2 separate regions of the Hordeum vulgare genome follow, and region 2 is linked to region 1. A link is a contact called in public Hi-C data. All regions are on one chromosome and are shown on one strand. Each heading gives the region's core, a stretch centred on a gene start, on an enhancer-like site or on the middle of the called end of the contact. The rest is flanking DNA. Distances are from core to core; before and after follow the strand shown.

The links. Hi-C and Micro-C count contacts between places; a contact is called where the count stands out from the background.
Region 2: a contact with region 1 is called in a Hi-C map of leaf, with 2.6 times the contacts expected there. The contact joins the enhancer-like site here to the promoter of LOC123446505 in region 1. A contact is called at or near these places in 2 of 6 Hi-C or Micro-C datasets (leaf and seedling).

What each region holds. Positions count from the first base shown.
Region 1 is chr4H:392,622,809-392,627,415 of MorexV3_pseudomolecules_assembly, reverse strand. It overlaps LOC123446505 (putative pentatricopeptide repeat-containing protein At3g16710, mitochondrial), which reads left to right and starts at 1,975. Exons shown (of 1, transcript XM_045123082.1): 1 at 1,975-3,848. The coding sequence starts at 2,065. The coding sequence ends at 3,705.
Region 2 is chr4H:392,722,876-392,727,482 of MorexV3_pseudomolecules_assembly, reverse strand. No RefSeq gene overlaps it. Among protein-coding and RNA genes, the nearest start is that of LOC123446505, 100 kb to the right of the region's middle. Within about 2 kb of position 1,877, at least 2 of the 3 cell types and tissues checked have open chromatin away from gene starts, as enhancers often do. A contact at or near this core is called in leaf, where this site is marked.

The sequences.
Region 1 (4,607 bases), core at 726-3,225:
AGCAAAGGTAATTTTACTTAGGGTAATTTAATTATGTACATATAAAATAGAGAAGGTAATGTAATTATTTATTTACGCAGACCTTATGATGCAACTATGACACAAGCGTACCACAATTGCTATCACATGAGCAAGCGTACTAGACTAACGTGTCAACCACCTACGAGGCCAACACATCCCACACATATGGAACATTTGCAGACACGGATAGACACATCATCAGCTTACTATCGTGACTCCACGGTAATCATCAACATCTTGCTATTCAGGTCCATCATTTCATGAACAATTCAAGCAACCAACAACCAATTTTTTTCAGATTGATATTTGCAATGAAGTAGGGACGACGGCGAGGGAAGGAATGCGAGCTCGAGGAATTGGTACTCAAGCGGCGTCTGTCTACAAAAGAATTGGCGAATTTGTCACCACTAGATTATGAGATGCGGTACAGAGAACGAAGTTGCCACTGAAGCGTACAACATTCCGGAACCGAGGTCAGATAGAACGTGTGCGGCCACGTCGTCGTCTAGGCGGTGGGGAGAGGGTCCTAGTACTAAAGCGACAGTTTCACGACATGACTCGTCTCTGCCACTACACGGGCAGTCATCCCAGGTACATGTTCCAGGCTTGGGTTCGATGCTCGAGGAGACTCATTTCATGGACCAGGATGCATATACAGGATATGGCGCATACACCCAAGGTGACGGATCTCAGCCATATGCCTCCACGCGAAGGATCGGAATGCCCGAGGAGACTCGTTTGTCTCAGACAAACCAACACACTACATGTGAGGGATCACAAAGCTACAACAACGGTCAGGTATGTACGAGTATAATAAGCAATTACAGGTGTACAACATTTACATGACTTTTATTTACGTACATTTTTTCTGTGCAGGAATTCATGATGCATCATGGGAACACGAAGAAACCGAGTGTGCCGTACACAAAGAAATACTCACAGAAACGCATGATACTCAATGCGGGCTCCGAGGAATGCTAAATGAGTTTTTCGAGAAGGACGTTATTGGCCCATCTTATATCCCTTCTGAGTCACAGCCATACACCTATAATTTCGAGTCATCATCACAATATGAATTGCAGAGTCCACCACCTATGCATGAGTCGCAGACACATGAACAGTAGGGACAGTACGACCGTGGTCTACGTGAACACAGACCCCCTAATCGCTTGTCACCTTCCGGTCGTCGGGAAAGGCCAGCTGGCCATCGTCGCGTAGGGTGATTCGTCTATCTATGTGTGCGAACTATTGTATCTCTCTATGTCAGTTTCAAACTTTCAGATATAGGTACAATACATCTATGTAGTTTGATGAAATAAAAGTTCTCGATATATTTCGACGCATTTTTTCAATTGATAATTGCTTGCATAAAATAAGATATATTAAATTTTTGAAATTAAGATGCATCATCATACAAAAACTACATAAAGTCATGAAGGCGAAGAGTGTTTCAGTGCCTTCTTTTATAGTCTCAAACGGATGTGAAGGCGGGAAAATAAGGCGCGAACATGCAAAATTTAGTAGGAAAAAAGGGCGCGGATACAGATGAAAATTAGGCGAGAAAATGGAGCCGTCTAGCGCCACTTTCGATGCCTGCAAATCAGCGTGTGTCACTTTCGACGCGTGGGAATCAGTGCGGCGTAGCGTCCTGACCGGCCGCCTCGAGCGGTGGTGGCAGGTCCCACCTGCACGGCCCCGTTCCGTCGCGTGGCTGGCTGGGACAAAAACCCAGGCCGACCGCCTCACCTGGTGGCGGCAAGGCCCAACCGTCTGGTCCCGTGGCGGCAAGTGTCACGCGTGATCTGGTGCGCTTGCCGCCACGTAGAGGTGAGGTCTCTTCTTACAAAATATACAACATTTGGTCTTTTTTGACAATACCTAGTGGTCCTTTTCGAAGAAAAAAATCCCGGCCCGCACGAGTCCTTGTCTTCCGCGCGTGGACGCTACACTTGCGTTGTACGAGAGCCTCTCATCCTCTCACCTTCAAACCCCATCCATCTCCTCGATCTTACCCCCCGCGGCCACGCTCCCGCCCCCACGGCCATGGCGTCTCTCTACCACTCCTCCTTCCCGCTCTCCCCTCCGTCCTCCAGCTGCCATGGTGTCCTCTCCTTGCCCCCTCGAACCGCGGTGCCGTTCGTTTGCCTCTGTAGAGCACCACCGCAAGACGACCACGACGCGGAGCTCCTCGGCGCGCTCCAGTCCAACGGCAACGGCAGCCTCCTCAAAGAACAACATCCCGCGTCAGCCAAAGTTCTGGAGTCGGGCTCCGGGGAATTGGGTGACAGTGGCGGCGGGAGGAGGAGCTCTCAGGCTCAGCTCCGGGCGCGTGACTGCGCGAGGCGGATCATGAGCCTCCCCATGGAGGAGCGGGTGAAGGTGCTCGACCTCCTGCAGCGCGACGATGCGGCGCTCACCATCTCCGACTACAACGACATCATCTCCGCGCTCGCGAGGGGCGGGGACTACGACTCCGCTGTCGCGCTGTTCAGGGCGCTCGAGCCCAACGGCGTGGTTGCGCCAGACGCCCACTCTTTCGCCATCGCCGTGCAGTGCTTCTGCAGGAAGGGCGCGCCCGACGAGGCAAAGGAGACGCTTGACGAGATGGTAGCTCGCGGTTACCTCCCCAGCGTTTCTGCCTTCTCTGCCGTCGTGGGCTGCCTCTGCAAACGTGGACGCGTCACCAGGGCCATGGAGGTGTTCGACACCATGCGTTCCGTCGGGAGCGAGCCCACCATCCGCACGTATAACAGCCTCATCGGCGGGCTCTGCTACGTTGGCCGCCTCGAGGAGGCGCGGGTCCTCCTCAACAAGCTCAAGGACTCGCCCAAGCAGACGGCGGACATCTACACTTTCACCATTGTGCTGGACGGGTTCTGCAAGGTGGGGCGGACGGAGGACGCCATGGCCATCTTTGAAGATGCCATCCGGTTGGGCCTCTCGCCCACGATTTTCACCTACAACGCGCTGCTCAATGGCCATTGCAAGGAGGGGAACCTGCTGAAAGCGTATGACCTGCTTATGGAGATGTGCGACAACGACGATTGCCCGCCGGACAAGATCAGCTTCAGCATTGTGCTGCCGGCTCTGCTGCGAGCAGGCGAAGTCTCTGCAGCGTGGAAGACGTTCAAACGCATGGAGCACGCCGGGTTCGAGGCGGACAGCCGCGCGCTGGACACCCTGGCCCGGGGGCTATGCCGGCAGTGTGCGGCGGACATCTCGGTCCTGAGGGAAGCCAAGGAGGTGTTCGGCAAGGTCGTGGCCGCCGGGCACGAGCCGGTGTCGTACACGTACTGCCTGATGGCGCAGGCTCTGGCACGCGGCGGCGAGGTGGACGCGGCCGTGGCCATATTGGACGACATGGTGCGCAAGGGGTACGCGCTGCGGAAGCGCGCGTACACGGACGTGGTGCGCGCGCTGTGCGACCGGAGCAGGACTTACGACGCTCTCCGGGTGCTGGCCGTGGTGATCGCGAAGGACTTCGTGCCCGGCCGGAACGCGTTCGACGCGCTGCTCGAAGAGCTCAGCCGGCAGGGGAGATGGCCCGACGCCATGGCAGTGTACGCCGCTGCGGTGAAGCGGGGCGTCGTTGTGTCGCTGAAGCGTCACGTCAAGGAGGCGCTGGCGCGGGATCAGGAGAAGGAAGAGGCGTGGGAATCACCGGCGCAGTTGGGTGTCCCATAGTGAGCGATTGTGCTCCGCAATTCTTCGGGGCTTTTCCATTCGATGCTGAATATAGTGATTTGACTCTGCCGTGCAAATGCCTGATGGGTTCTGGTGGAAAAGATCGTGCCATCACTGCACTAGAACAGAGATTGTTTTCCATATCAGACTGTACTGGAGCATCAGCATGACAACATCATGCATCCAGTAATGATGAATTATTCCGCCGCGGGGTTGTAGATTGTTTGCAACTTGTAATTACTCGCTCCGATTCCCAAATATAAGTCTTTTTAGAGATTTCATTAAAAAACTACATACAAAACATAATCTACATTTTAACGAATATTGCTTTTGGCTCCCGAGCTCACTGGAGGTCTTTAAATTCAAACTTCAAATTCAGTAAAAATTTGTATTTTAATGTTTCAAATTTTTTTGAAAAAAAATACATAGATAAATGAAGGTATAATACATAAGTGTGTAAATTTTCAGAACAAAATACGTTAAAATGAGGGCTGTGCAAAAAAACAAATCTGAGGCTGTTTAACACATGTTACTATTCATCATTTCAGACCATGAATTTGTCTTTTTTGTATAGATCACGTTTTAAAGTATTTTGACCTGAAATTTTACACACATGTCGGTTACATCCTTACATACATGCATATTTTTTTTCAGAATTTTTTGAATCATAAAAATTTGAATTTAATTTTTTAAAAAATAAAGGCCTCCATGGCTCCCGGGAGCCAAAACGCCATTCTCACAAAACGCCATTCTCACATATTCGTATGTAGTCTTTTAAAAAAATATCTGAAAATCTTATATTTAAGAACAAAGAAAGTAGATAAATACATAGCCCAACTGGATTTTTGTGCTGTTTCTACACGTTTGGCCTAAACTTCTCACGCTCCTTTTCTGCATGTTTA
Region 2 (4,607 bases), core at 628-3,127, 100 kb before region 1:
TGTATGGCTACTGTCTCGAACAATCGTATCAACCAGTGGTGAACAATGGGGCCGTGGGCAGTAGCCCTTCTCTTTATTCCGGTTCTTTCTTGCGACTTATTATTTCCGGTTTTGACTTGCGCACAATGTTAGAATAATTTGAAATGCACGTCGATTCGTCGAAGAAGCAATTTCATAAGCACGAGCAATAACATTGAGATCTGTTTAGTATCGTATTAATTAGAAAATATAAGATAGATTAAAAATTATTCTAGTTTGTCTTCTGCTTTTAATTGATCATGTAAAGCAATACAATCCAACTATTTCCCAAATCTCTCTCCCTTTCTCCTTTCTAACGTGATATCATTTTAACCGATCCACTGTTTGGGATATCGCTTATCGTCTCGGTCGGTTGAAGATTAGAGATTAATCGAAAAATCGGATGATTAATCAATTTTATCGGTGGACTATTAATCGGTCAGTTTTTTTATAAGTCATAGGTTTGAGGCACTGATAAGATAAAAATAGAAAAAATCTTCACTGAAACTGTTAAACAACATGCCTTTAATTTTTTTAAATAGGAGTATAGGACAATACTATAGATAAGTAGACAATTACAAACCATTGTCATTGGTTTCTTCTATCCCAACCCCGTCATCATCAGACTCGAACTCTATCTCATCCTCATTGATAGGCACATCGTCAATTTCATCATCGGAAACGAACTCTTCCACTTCATGTAGTTCTCTCACCCTTAGACTTCTACGAGGCTCCATTGCATTGTCATCTTCGGTTTCCTCCATCTCATCATCAACGTAAGCATCTTCGCATATCCAATCTTGGGCTGTGGAAGCATCTTCACCAAGGAGGACATAACAAGATGATGACTACTTCTTTCTCTTGTCTAGCATTCTTCCATTGAATTGAACATAAACTAAATCGTCCCTACGACGCACATCTAGTTTATTTCTTCTCTTTGCATCTACCTACAAATTGCAAAGTGAAGCTTAGATATTCACATATTGTCAAAAACAAAGTAAGGATCAGATTTGAGCAGTAGTGGATTTGAGTATTTGCAAGTTGAGAATTAGTTGTTCAAAAACACTCCAATTTCTTTCACATCGGATGAACTTGTGGTCAAATTGAGTATCCTCATGGCCATGTGCATCAATGTAGGAGTTTGTAGTCCATAAGTTGCCCACCAATCCCCTACATTTATAGAAAATTGAATGCATTACCAGCATCTAAAAATCTACTACCATCATCTACAAATCTACAATACCAGTCAATACCAACACCTATTCATGAAATCAATAGTGCATCAAATTATCAAAGAATCTAAAACGGTAAAAAACAAAAAATGCGCTGGCAACCCTGAATTACACTAAAGAAGCACGGATGGAAGCAGGTCCAACCTTTGGCCTGCTTGCTACTGGAGGACGGTGTGGTCGGGGATGGTGTGTTGCTGCATGCGGTGCTCGCGGTGGCGAGATGGTCGGGTCATCGACCGTCAGGAAGGTGCCCCGGTTCACTGCTGCTGGAGGAGGAAGGGCGAAAGTGGTGGTCACGGAAGAGTGGTGGTGGCGGCGGCGAGATGCTCCACGGAGCCGGCGAGTGGCTTCGACGAGACTGGTGGTCGCGAAGATGGGAAAGGAGCCGGCGAGATGGCGATGTAGCCGCGAGATGGAAAGGGAGGCGGCGACTGGGCTGTTGGGGAAGAGGTGGGGCAGCTCCGACTGTGAAGAGGAGGCGGCGACTAGGCTAGCCCCGACCACTGGAGGCAAGCAGGGTGGCGGCGGCGGTGTGGATCGGGAACATGAAGGGGGAAGTGTGGATGGGGAATTGCGGCGTTATGGACGAACTGTGTAGTGTGGATAGAATCTGGCAAACCCTATCGGCCTACCGAGCGGCAATATTTGGTGCTTTGAGGGGGAAGCGAGGCCCATTTTCAGATTTCTGTACACACGGGCCCATATCGATTAATCGGAAATTTCGCGATAAATCGGTTGTCATACCGATAAATCGGCCTAAAAGATTAATGCTGACGATATGGCCTTTTCTTAGCGGTCACACCCCGAGTAGGGATTAATCGGTCGATTTTTGAACAGCGAATCCATCTGACTATGTGCCGCAGCCGCTTCTGCTCCGTGCCGCCTCTAGACCGATCCGCCTCCATGACCGTCACTCGGGACCGCGTCGGCCGTACCTAGGGTTTTTCCGTCGGTCGTGTTGCTCGGCTGCCCTAGAAAGACCTTTTCCCGAGCCCTTACTCAGGGCTTTTCTCTGTTTTGTCGGTCCCTTTAATCGACGTTTCTTTTTGGTTTCTCAATCTAAGAGAGGTTTGCGTTGTCCGTCGCCGTCATCGACCACCGCGCCTCTATTCCGACATCGACGCGACCACCCGGTCTTTTCTCCGACCCGGCGGCCTCGTACAATGCGGCGGTCCCTCACAGTAGTCGCCCCGCGCGTCTGCTCGCTCGTCGCCTTGCGTCAGATGTTGCCCCCCCCCCCCCCCGCGCTCCAACTGGGACCTCTCCATCATCACCAGCCTCCGTCGCGCATGTACGATCTGCCCAGCCGGCTGTCAACTCCTGTCGCGTTGGCCTTGCCGGCTGCTGGCTCCGGCTGCGTCGAGCATGCCGGCTGCCAGCCTCACCGACTACCTCGGGTCGGCTGTCAGCTCTGGCCGCGTTGGGCTCGTATGCATGTCGTCGTCGACTTCATCTCAGACTCTGCCGCCACCCCGCCTTCATCGAGCGACGTCTCCGACCTCGCGCATGATCAGATTGATAACCCACCCGCATGTGATACGTCTCATTTTTGCACTGCGATCGATCTGGCCCATGGGTTACGCGCGCCTTCGTAGATTTCATGAAGGCTGTCCCGAGAACAGCGCGCCCCTCCACTGATCAAGCAACGAGTTGCCGCTACGTCATCCCGTTGGGCCGCATCACCACCGTCCCATGGTTTTCCCCGTGGCTGCACCAACTCGCGCGCTACCGCTATGTAGCCCCTTCGGGTCGTAGTGTCATGACACGCAGTCCCTGTGACCCGCGAGCCGCCGCTACATCGCCCCTTCGGGCTATAGTGCCACGACACGTGGTCCCTGCCGCAGCCCGAGGCCGTCCCCATGGCTGCACCGACCAGCCCTCCGCCAGTGCGCTACCCTTCGGCATTTTGACATTTTTAACGTTCCAACACCTCAACCTCCATTACAGAGAATCACCGACCATCAACAACTGATGTCGGATTAGATTCTTTCATGAATTGTGTCGTCATACTTACCATTCCACCTGCATAACATGTGTGTTTTAACGGAAACATTGTGTTTGGTGGGTGACATATGATTGATATTGTGCGGATACTATCGAAGGTGCTAGATTTACATAGTAAGTGTCTCAAGGCGCTACATGTCGACCTTTCTCACACGTGCCTAGACTACGTCGAGTCATTTGTTGCTCGAGAGACATAGCTAATTATACTAGCGTGAGGTTCTCGTTTTCTTGTTTTATTTTTTAATGGTTTCTTTTTCGTTCTGAAAAAAACACAACTGTTTTATTGATTTTCATTGACAAGTGAAATTCTTTTTAAATGAAAAACATTTTCAAAACACGCAACATTTCCGAAATTTCTGGGATATTTTATAAAGCTATGATCATTCTTTGAACAAAAATAATAACATATAAAAGGAAAACCGATAGAGAAAAAAAATCAGACAATACAGAAATCTGGCTAAAAACTAATAAAATAAAAATGAAATTAAGCATCGCCCACCCGCGCTACCGAACATCTGATTAAGCGACCCATGCGCGGCGTAGGACAACCCCTGTTTTTTCATTATTATTTTTTCGGTTTTGACTTTTCCCTTTAAAATAATTAAGGATATGAAAATGGAAAATTATAAATAATTGCAAATTTGAAGAATAATTTCCAAGAAATCATAACTAAATAGTGAATTCGGAAGAAAAAGTTCATAATTTTCAAAATATCCTAGAAATCATAATGTTTTTGCACCTTACAAACAAATTCATGACATTTAAAAATGTTTGCATATTCACATAATGTTTACAATTTTTAAAAATGTTTGCATATTCAAAATCTATTGGCTAGTTAGAATAAATTTTCTGAATCCAAATAGTGTTCATGAAATTTTAGAAAACGTTCACAAAAATGAAATTTGTTCAGGAATTTCAAAAAAATCCCAAAACTTCAAAACAAATCATATGTTCAATAAATACTCAGTGATTCAAAAATATATTCATGCATTCAAAAAAGTTGTGCACAAAATATAATATTCATTGAATCCAAAATTTATTCCCAAAATTCAAAATGTGTTCATTGAATCAAAAAATATTCACGAGTTTCAAAAAACATTCACAATTATTAGAAAAGCTCCCAAATTTGTATTTTTCTTTAGAGTGAATTCCGGTTTTTAATTACCCCCTATTTTGACAGTTTTAATACTAATTACCCCATTTTGCGAGATTTCATTCGTTTTACCCCATTTAGAAAATGTTGTACCATGATTTACCCTTTTTAAAACTTTGCGAGTGTTCTCTCATATGAATATTTTTTCCTACTTATTTTTCTCTCTGCTGAACCGGCCATCACAACTTCTCCCAATCAGG